Linked DNA regions of Bicyclus anynana: region 1 is linked to region 2. Evidence: chromatin contacts called from public Hi-C data. All regions are on one chromosome and are shown on one strand. Each heading gives the region's core, a stretch centred on a gene start, on an enhancer-like site or on the middle of the called end of the contact. The rest is flanking DNA. Distances are from core to core; before and after follow the strand shown.

Evidence for each region. Hi-C and Micro-C count contacts between places; a contact is called where the count stands out from the background.
Region 1: a contact with region 2 is called in a Hi-C map of whole body, with 2.6 times the contacts expected there. The contact joins the enhancer-like site here to the promoter of LOC112046076 in region 2. A contact is called at or near these places in 2 of 2 Hi-C or Micro-C datasets (whole body and whole larva).

The regions. Positions count from the first base shown.
Region 1 is chr18:1,597,020-1,601,721 of ilBicAnyn1.1, reverse strand. It overlaps LOC112046073, which reads right to left. Exons shown (of 10, transcript XR_002886843.2): 10 at 1-3,110. Among protein-coding and RNA genes, the nearest start is that of LOC112046087, 23 kb to the left of the region's middle. Within about 2 kb of position 3,016, at least 2 of the 8 cell types and tissues checked have open chromatin away from gene starts, as enhancers often do.
Region 2 is chr18:1,544,461-1,549,014 of ilBicAnyn1.1, reverse strand. LOC112046076 (WD repeat-containing protein 43) reads left to right here and starts at 1,837. Exons shown (of 11, transcript XM_052886789.1): 1 at 1,837-2,043; 2 at 2,584-2,910; 3 at 3,855-4,021. The coding sequence starts at 1,870. LOC112046073 reads right to left here and starts at 1,192. Exons shown (of 10, transcript XR_002886843.2): 1 at 1-1,192.

The DNA of each region.
Region 1 (4,702 bases), core at 1,767-4,266, 52 kb before region 2:
TATATTTATAATAATTATATAGGTTTAGAATAAATCCCGACCAACATTAACATTTTATCATCAATTGTTAGGTTCTACAACATTTAAGAAAATAACTACTACGATATTTTTAGGAATACAAGTCTTTATGGATATGGGGACGTTCTAAATTCAAATTTCTTTTTTTTTTTCATTTTGAGAAGAGTGAAGTGGTTAAGTTCTTTTGGTCTCTATTATTGACGTCTAGAGTAGTTTCTTGATCTTTCTCTTGGGGATACCTATTTTCTTTAGGAATGGGTTCACAGAGTTTTAAATTTTTATATAACCTTATTTTGTATTTAATTGTATTAATTTGTTATTCCAGAAATTTTATGGTGGCTGAAAGAAAAATATTGTTTTTTATTTTAAGTCTGAAAATTATAATTGTATTCAAACTAAAGAAGTAGGTAAACATTAATTGAGGTTACATTTTGTATATTATAACCACTTCACCCTATATAAAATAGTTAAAGCTCCGAAGCTAAAAGCGGAAAAGTAACAAATTACTTAGGGATTAAATAATTTGTACAAAAAAATACTGGACCGTTTTGTGGAATTCGAATAATTAAATTAAATGTGCCATACACGCTCCGATTTGTCGGATCCAACCTCCGATCGAATCGGCTTAAGGACTACGAAAATAACAACTATTATTATGGAGCATAAACTAGACTAGGTGTACGAGACAAAATTAACTAACCATTAATTAATTAATTAACAATTAATTTGATACAATCATTTTGTCCTGTCGACAAATCGGAATGGTACAGCTATAAACTTTAAAATAACGAGCAACTTATTTTACAATTTCAATAATTTGATACTAGATTATGAAAATGAGTATTTCATTGTAATCATCATTATTAATATTTACTTTATAATTATTTGCAAAATACAAAAATAGAAATTCGCCATAAACTAAATCATTTTTCAATACACGCGAGAATAGGATAAAAATAGATAACTATTAGTGTGTAATATTGACAAATAATTTCAATAATAGATAATAATTAATTTGATTATAATACAATCATCAAATAAAATATAAAACCATTTATATTGTAAAATTCATATTTCCCTATACTGTACAAATGACATGGAAATCGTAACTACAACTTATTTGACAATCATTGGCTAGTTGAAAAAAAATTAAATAATTTTGCAATAGTATATTATTTTCATTCAAACATATTAACCAACAAATATATTAAAAAATAAGTAAAATGCTTACAGAAATAATTGATTTCGTTTTATGGTTTGAACTTTGGATGTAGTTACGATTGCATTGTCACTGCTAATTAGGCGACAGACAAGAAACGGACTGATACATATTTATTGGACAGACAGATTTTGCGGAACAATTACAAGTACATTTATTTACATTACATCAAAGAGTTACAACTACATAAAGTCCCTGGTATTTAGATTTTTTTGCTACAAATTTGGGATTTCTCGTGGCTCTAAGTATACAGTTTCGATTTAATTTTTAGCTACATTGAACAAAATTTGTGCTTTACGGGACGAACGGTTACCAGTCTATAGTTTTAGAAGAATTAATATATTATATTTTAAATTGTTTAGTAGTACACATATTATGAAGTAAAATAATTTTAAGAGACTAAAGTCAATCCTTTTTCACAACATGTATTGTGAAAAGGATGAAAGTCTAATAGCATATGGAAGGGCTGTTGAGTTTTGTTTTATGTTGTTGAATTGTAATTGTGTAAAAGTGATTTGAATAAAATAATACCGATATGTTGCTAAATAACTTAATATTTATATCTTTAGAATAATAAAGCGTAGAATTTAAGTTCATAAAGTAATACTTCTTTATCTGGTAGGTAAAAGTGATTTAGATTTTTCATGTGATGAGTCAATTGCACTATGTTTTATAACAACTAAAGCTTAGAGTAAACACTAAATAAATCGATGTATGAATGATATGAGCAACTTAGTAATTCTAAACATATCCCGTTTCATATCGGTAACACAGCGTCCCGAATCCCGATTTAAACGAGTAAGTAAAACAATAAGTAAAGTAAGTAAATGGAGGTCTTAGGGAATAAGGGGTCTGCGAACTTAATTATTCATCTAATAGGTACAATCGGGTCAACAATGTCAGATTCTAAATGTCGGGATGTGTAAAGAACTCTTAAGTGATTCCTTAGTACTAAATTACATACAAAAAAATAGTGTCAGTCCATTATGAAGACGCGATAAAAATCTTGTTTTGAAAATCAATACATCCATAACCAAAAATAATATATATGTAACAAATATTTAAAAAAAAACTGTACCTTCGTAGACGTAAACACATCATTGTGCGATAAAATATACGCATGGGAATAATAAAATTGCATCTTTCCAAATTAACTTATAAGCAAAAAAAAAATTAAAACTATAAAAAAAATCATACATCAAATCCATCGAATTATTTGGCGGCAAACACTGACATATGTCAAAAAATTATTTTTGGCCTCCATTTCGTAGCATGATAAAAAAAAATGCTTAAAACAAACAATATATTTAAAATATTTAAAATCATAATAATAATATTGTGTACCATGTAACATGTACTTTTTCCTTCACGATTCCATTGAAAGCATATTTCAAGTATGCCAAAAATATATATTTTTAAGGTAAAGTAGTCTTTTCTCTCACATTGGTCATAACCGTAAATCTATGGTTACAATATGATTGGTTTTAAAGCAAAGCTTAAGGTAATTATTATAGGACTTTATATCCACGGAATATACTTGTAAAAAGCGAAGATTTACGCGACGAAAAGCCCAGAACCTGACGCTAGAATGGAGCCATTATAAAAATTTTGACATATGCCACTGTCATAATGACGTATATATTTTTTAAATCATAAAGCCGCGTCTACACTCTAAATATTTGGTTCCATCGATACGCACGCACACAAGACTCACACTATCACATCGGGCGTCGTAAAACCGCCTCTATCAGCTTTGTATTAAAAGTCGTTATCGCTTGACGCGTCGTATGTCTCCGTTATGAGCGTCGGCGGCTGGTACCGCGGGTTGGGCGACAGCACCGGCCCGTGGAACGACTGCGAGCGGAGGACGTTGCTGGAAATATATACATACATATCAATAGTTCGAAGAGCCGATGGACGTTGGGGTCCCAAAGTGCTGGAATGGCGACCCCGCACTAGTAAGCGCAGTGTTGGCCGACCCCCCACCAGGTGGACTGACGACATCAAGCGAGTCGCAGGGATTCGCTGGATGCAGGCGGCTCAGTATCGTGATGTTTGGAAGTCCCTACAAAAGGCCTATGTCCTGCAGTGGACGTCCATCGGCTGATATGATGATGATGATATAAATAAAATTGAAGTGTCTATCTGTGATTTCAAAATAACTGTGTTAGTTTATAAATTACATTTTTACATGATCCTAACGACGATTTGTCCAGGCTAGTCTCTGGATCGCATGAACCGATTTAAATGTTACTTTCACTAGAATATAGAGGTTACCAAGCAATACTAGGCTTATCCCGGAAAATCCATGATTGATGATTTGTGAAAAACTGCGATTGAATGCAGAATTTATAAAACATCCAAACACATAAGTATATTACCTCAAAAAATATATAATTTTGTGATGACAGACTTGATCTTTAAGTTTAAATAAAAACTGAATTTTGTTCTTAATTCATTCAATATAAGTCAGTAATATTAAATGGAAATGCTAAGAAAAAAGCTTGTGATAAATTTTTAGATATCAAGTTAATAAATACCTTTAAAAAGATACAAACGGTAATAAAAGCTGAAAGCATATAATAATGTCATATTATTGTAAAGGCAAAATATACATAGCAATAACATATTGACAAATGTCCATAGTATATATATACATTAATATAAGAGGCAGAAATCTTGATTGTTCATACTAACTACCTAATATACTAATTTGTAATATATTTTTCCTATGACTAAAATATTTATTAAACTATTTATTTTACAAAGACTTCACTACTCAACAACATATTTCCATACAAAATATGTTTTTTTACCATTTTTTATATATTTTAAATTATTTATTTTACAAAGACTACACTACTCAAAAAATATTTCTATACCTACTAAATATGTTTTTAAATATTTTTTTACCGTTTTCAAAATACGTAATAATTCCAACGGTTTACGCTACATTTTATCAACTAGAATACATTTGAAAAACCAAGATATTAAAGATATTACACAATAAAGCAGCAGTACATCAATAAGGTTAAACTTTTAACAAAGTCCCACATACTTTTTACAAAAAAAAAAAATATAAATACATATAAAATTTTGGAAAAAAGCAGCAGTTATTTATATAAGCTTTAAAAACAGTGACAGAAGTGTTGAAAATTTTTAAGTGGGTAAGTAATACACGGATAGAGCCAGATATTGAAAAATTTCACCAATTAGTGACCAAAATTAATATTTTTTAATGTATAGTGACATCGTGCAACTCAAAATGATACCGTAAGATTTTTACCGCCTGAATTTAATTTAATCTGCTAGTAACTATGCACCGTGTCATTCTATAAATTTCAATGTTTTGTTTATTTCAACACAACTAGCAGACTAAATTATATAAGTATATAAAAATATCTGATTAACCAAAATTCGCTGGATGCACGCGACTCAGTATCGTGAGTCCCTACAAAAGGCCTA
Region 2 (4,554 bases), core at 588-3,087:
TGTCCTCGTCATCAATGTATAAAGGTTCAGATTTCAAAGGACACTTTTTGAACAACAAATCTGGGGTTTCTGACTGGGCTCTAGACTTGCGTAAAGGGCTTTTGGAATGCTCTGGCGTGGACAGACCGTTATCTGGGGTGAGAATGTCTAATTCTGGACTAGAAATGTCTGTTAACATCACCCCTTCTGGACTCCTGTCTATTATGTCTGCCATGACGTGTTTGTGGCAGTTTAGGTTCCCGTAACTCGGTGTTCTATGGACGTTTTGAATATAGGAACTGTTGGAACTTTTTAGTGGCAGGTTGAGGGATTGTCGAGGGATGTAATCACTCCTTGACATAATACTGTCGACCATCGGACTTTTTGACGTACGTTTCGGCAGCAAAGTGTCGTTCACTGGGGATTTGATTGGTCTACTTACAATGGGGCTGGTGTAATTTGGTCTATCGACACTCTGGGCTAGCGGGCTGTTACGAAGTTTAACAGAGCCGGAAACGCCACTGTCCTCTTGGTCAGAGGAAAAATAGCCTTCCGAGTTGTAGCCCTGGGCTTTGCGAGGCAGCTTGGCGCTTAGGGGTGGTCTCTGAGACTGAATCGGACTAGGCCTAGACACACCTGCAGACATGGACTGTACTCTTTGATGTCTCGCCTGAGACTTCTTCGCTAACTCTTCAAGTCGTCGATTGTCAACTTGTTTAGAGTTCCCGAAGTCGATTGTGAAAGCCATCGGATGAGGTTTCGGTGTTGAAGGCTCGGAATTTTCCGATTTCTCAGACTTTTCCTGACCTTCCTCAACTGTGTCGACGAACTCATTTTTGCTATCATCTGACGGACTATTCGCCTCGATGATGCTGCTCGGACCTGCCGATAAAGGACTAGACACGTCTTCGACACTAACACTCATATTTTTTTCAAGGATTTGTTAGCTGTGACATATTCACAAACCACTTTGCACGCACAGCCTTTGTTTCACTATTTTAGAAAGCACAGCACAAGAGAACACAGAACTAAGAAATTTAATAGTAGAATTAACGAAAACTGAAAAGTGGAACGAGAGCACACATAAAAAAATTCTAGGTCTACAATCTACATTCGTTCGCGATTAGCTCGATTACGAGCACGAACTTGACACGAACAATGACGAATGGCGACTGCAGAAAAAAAGGAATGTTTTGCTTTTAATTTGATTTGATTTAACCAACCAAAACCATATGTTATGATTTATTATTTGTAGATCTTATCTTTCTGGTAACACTTTTTACCTAATGACAGCTAGTTGACCAATCAGAGGGATTGTCTTATGTAAATTCTACTTCCTGATTGGTTACCTTAACTAAACAAAGAACGAAGTTTATCTGCTTGTCACATTTTTATAGAATTTATCTTTAAAATACTTTAGTTACCATTATTTTATTTTATCTAATCTTATAAAATATTAAAGGTATTACTGTTTCAAAGAAAAATTAAAGATATATAAATAAAAATTGTAATAAAATTAATTTTGAATATTTTTTTCACAACTATCTGGCAGCACTTTTACATATTCTTTATTTGTTATTTTATCTGTGAAGATATACTTCATTTAACGCACAATATTTTCAAAATTTATCCCCCATCAACCACGGCATTTTAAATATTACATACAATTCTTTGCTTTTATAAAAAAAAACAGTTGTGATTTAAAATTGAACTATATTTTTTTTATAAAAGTTAACATAGAGGTTGATTTCATGTTTTAATTTATTATGTCTCATTTATTTTTTAAGCATTTCGTATGCTTGAAAAGACACGTCAATTTTAAGTCATTAACAAGTTGCTGTCATGTCATGTCATTTCAAATCATCAGTCATTGTCAAAACTTTAGAAAACATGGCTGAGGCCGCCTTTTCGGAGGACGGAAAATATTATTCAATAATCAGTCAAGACGGTAGATTAAGAATATGGGACACAGAAACGAATGTCCTCAAACAGGAATACACACCAGACCTGCATTTAACATCACCACCATCTTGTTTACAATGGATAAGCGTCAGTTTAAATGCCGTAAGTACTACACGTGGTATTTAACCTTGTATTTATTGGATAACTATTAAATTGTTTTGAATCTATCATTAATATACACATTTAATTTCAACCTCCCTACAAAATCACTAAAGTATATTGCCTTCATACCTGTTGCTTGGGAAAATTTATCAATAAAAACATAACCTAAAACATATCGAAAAAGGTGATATTGGATCTATAATAATAATAATCCGTTCGTCGAAAGTATTTTCCATTTTATATTTATATTGAAATTGTTAAAAATTTAAAAAAAAGAACAAAAAAATAAATGTGATTAAAAAAATAATCAGCTCGTCAAAGAGATAGTTAGGGAGACCTCTGACTAAAACGTACTTTTAGTTGACCCCCTTTTATGTCACATCAAAAGAAGGCTAAGTGTCCCTACGAAAAACGTTCATCGCCTGCTGATGATGATATGATTAGCAAAATTGCCTATTTTACACTAAAAACAAAATACATTTGTTATTTATCATGTATTTTCTTTTACTATGCTACTTATTAAAACTATAAAACTTACAGAGTCCACAAAAAGGTGCCCGTAGAAAATCCATAAGTGAACCAGAACAATATTGCATAGCATTAGGAACGTCTAATGGAAACATCCTCATATATTCTATAAGTGAAGCTAAAGTGGAAACAGTTTTAAACCAGAAAGACAACAACAGCAAAATGGTAGCCTTGGATTGGCATAGAAAGTATGGCCTCTTCAGTTGCACCGCAAACAGTGTTGTACAAGAATGGGATTTACAGAGTGGGAAGACTAGGAATAAGTATAATGTCAAAGTTGTCGCTGCAAATAAACAAGGAAGCAAGATTAGCGCTATAAGGATAGTACCACACAATCAAGTAAGTGTCATTTCATATTTTTTATATGCTACTTAACTCTGCTGTGTTATTGGTCATATAAACATATTTTAAATGAGGGTAGAAATCGCTAGCAATTTTAACAATAATAATAATTTCAACAAATTAATGACAATAAATTTGATCAACAAGCTTAGAACGATTAGGTATAGTTAACTTTAATTAGTGAAAAATGCATATTTCGACACTTAAGGAAATCAAAACTCAGGCAGTTGGTACAACAAAGCTATAATATAAAAAACTAGCTCACGCCGTGCGGTTTCACCCGCTCGTTCCCGTAGGAGTACGGGGATAATATTTAGCCTATAGCATTCCTCGATAAATCGGCTATCTAATACTAAAAGATTTTTTTAAATGGGACCAGTAGTTCCTGAGATTAGCGTGTTTAATCAAACAAACAAACAAACTCTTCAGCGTTATATATTAGTATAGATTTAATTAAACTAAGGGTACTTCCTATTGACCTAGAACTATAAAATTTGGCCAGTAGCATCATTAAAGAGTATAGACCAGAAGTATGAGAAAAAGTCATTCATAACTAAGAGCACCAGCTCATTTACAATTCTTAGTTTGGCTGACTAAATTGCAAAATTATACTAACAGGTATAGCCTGCACTTTCTCCAACTAAATTGTCCAGCTAATAAATTGGACACCGGTCATATGAGAGTCGCGATTTACTTTTGATTATATACAAAAGAAAAAGTTGTAATTGTAAACAATTAAATTGTAAACATTTCCAATTAAGTTGTTCGATAGTCGGCCAACTAAGAATTTTAAGTGAGCAGATGCTCTAACTCTTCTAAACCAGGGGCCTATGAAAATACACAATTTGATCCCTAGACTAGGTGTTTATAATGATCCTACATACAGCACCTTCAGTGGCATCTGTGGGCAAATTTTAGGCAATTATTTTTCTCTATTCTAGGACACACCAGCAAAGTTTCTTATCACAGCATCATGGCAGATCAAATTGTGGCGTCTACATAACTCCATCGCAGTTGTTGTGAAAAGTTTGGGACACAACGCAGCGCCCAGGGCTCTGTTGACTGTCAGCACAGTGAATAAGTCTTGCTGGCTCATTGAAGGCTCCCAGTAAGTAGATTTTAATGACTTCTAAAAAGGAAAAGGTTCTATATTCAGCTATATGTCATTTTCATCATCTTTAACAGCCGATGGACATAGGCCTCTTGCATGGACTTCCAATCACTATGTATATGTTTTTTTTAATTTTAAGATCAAATTGACTAATCTTAGGTAACTCACTAAATAAGCTTTAACTTTACTCAAAGGAGTGATTCTGCACAAGGTTGTTTTTTGGAAAAAAAATTAAATTTTTTTACAATTTTTTAATGATGCTATAAATGACAAATGTGCATCATTCCAGTATAATCTTTTCACCAAAGATTGGAAGACATGTATTGGAAAATTATTTTTCCACATTTTATTACCTGCTTATTTGCTGAAGAACTTTTTTCAAGTTCCATTAGCTATTTAAATATCCAAGATTGAATAAAATATGTGGTATAAATAAAATTTTTAACCTCCTGCTAGCTACTTGGTACTAAGTAGAGAAGATATTGCAATATCGAAGTCACCCTGTCTTTTTAAAATTGAGTTTTGATTGA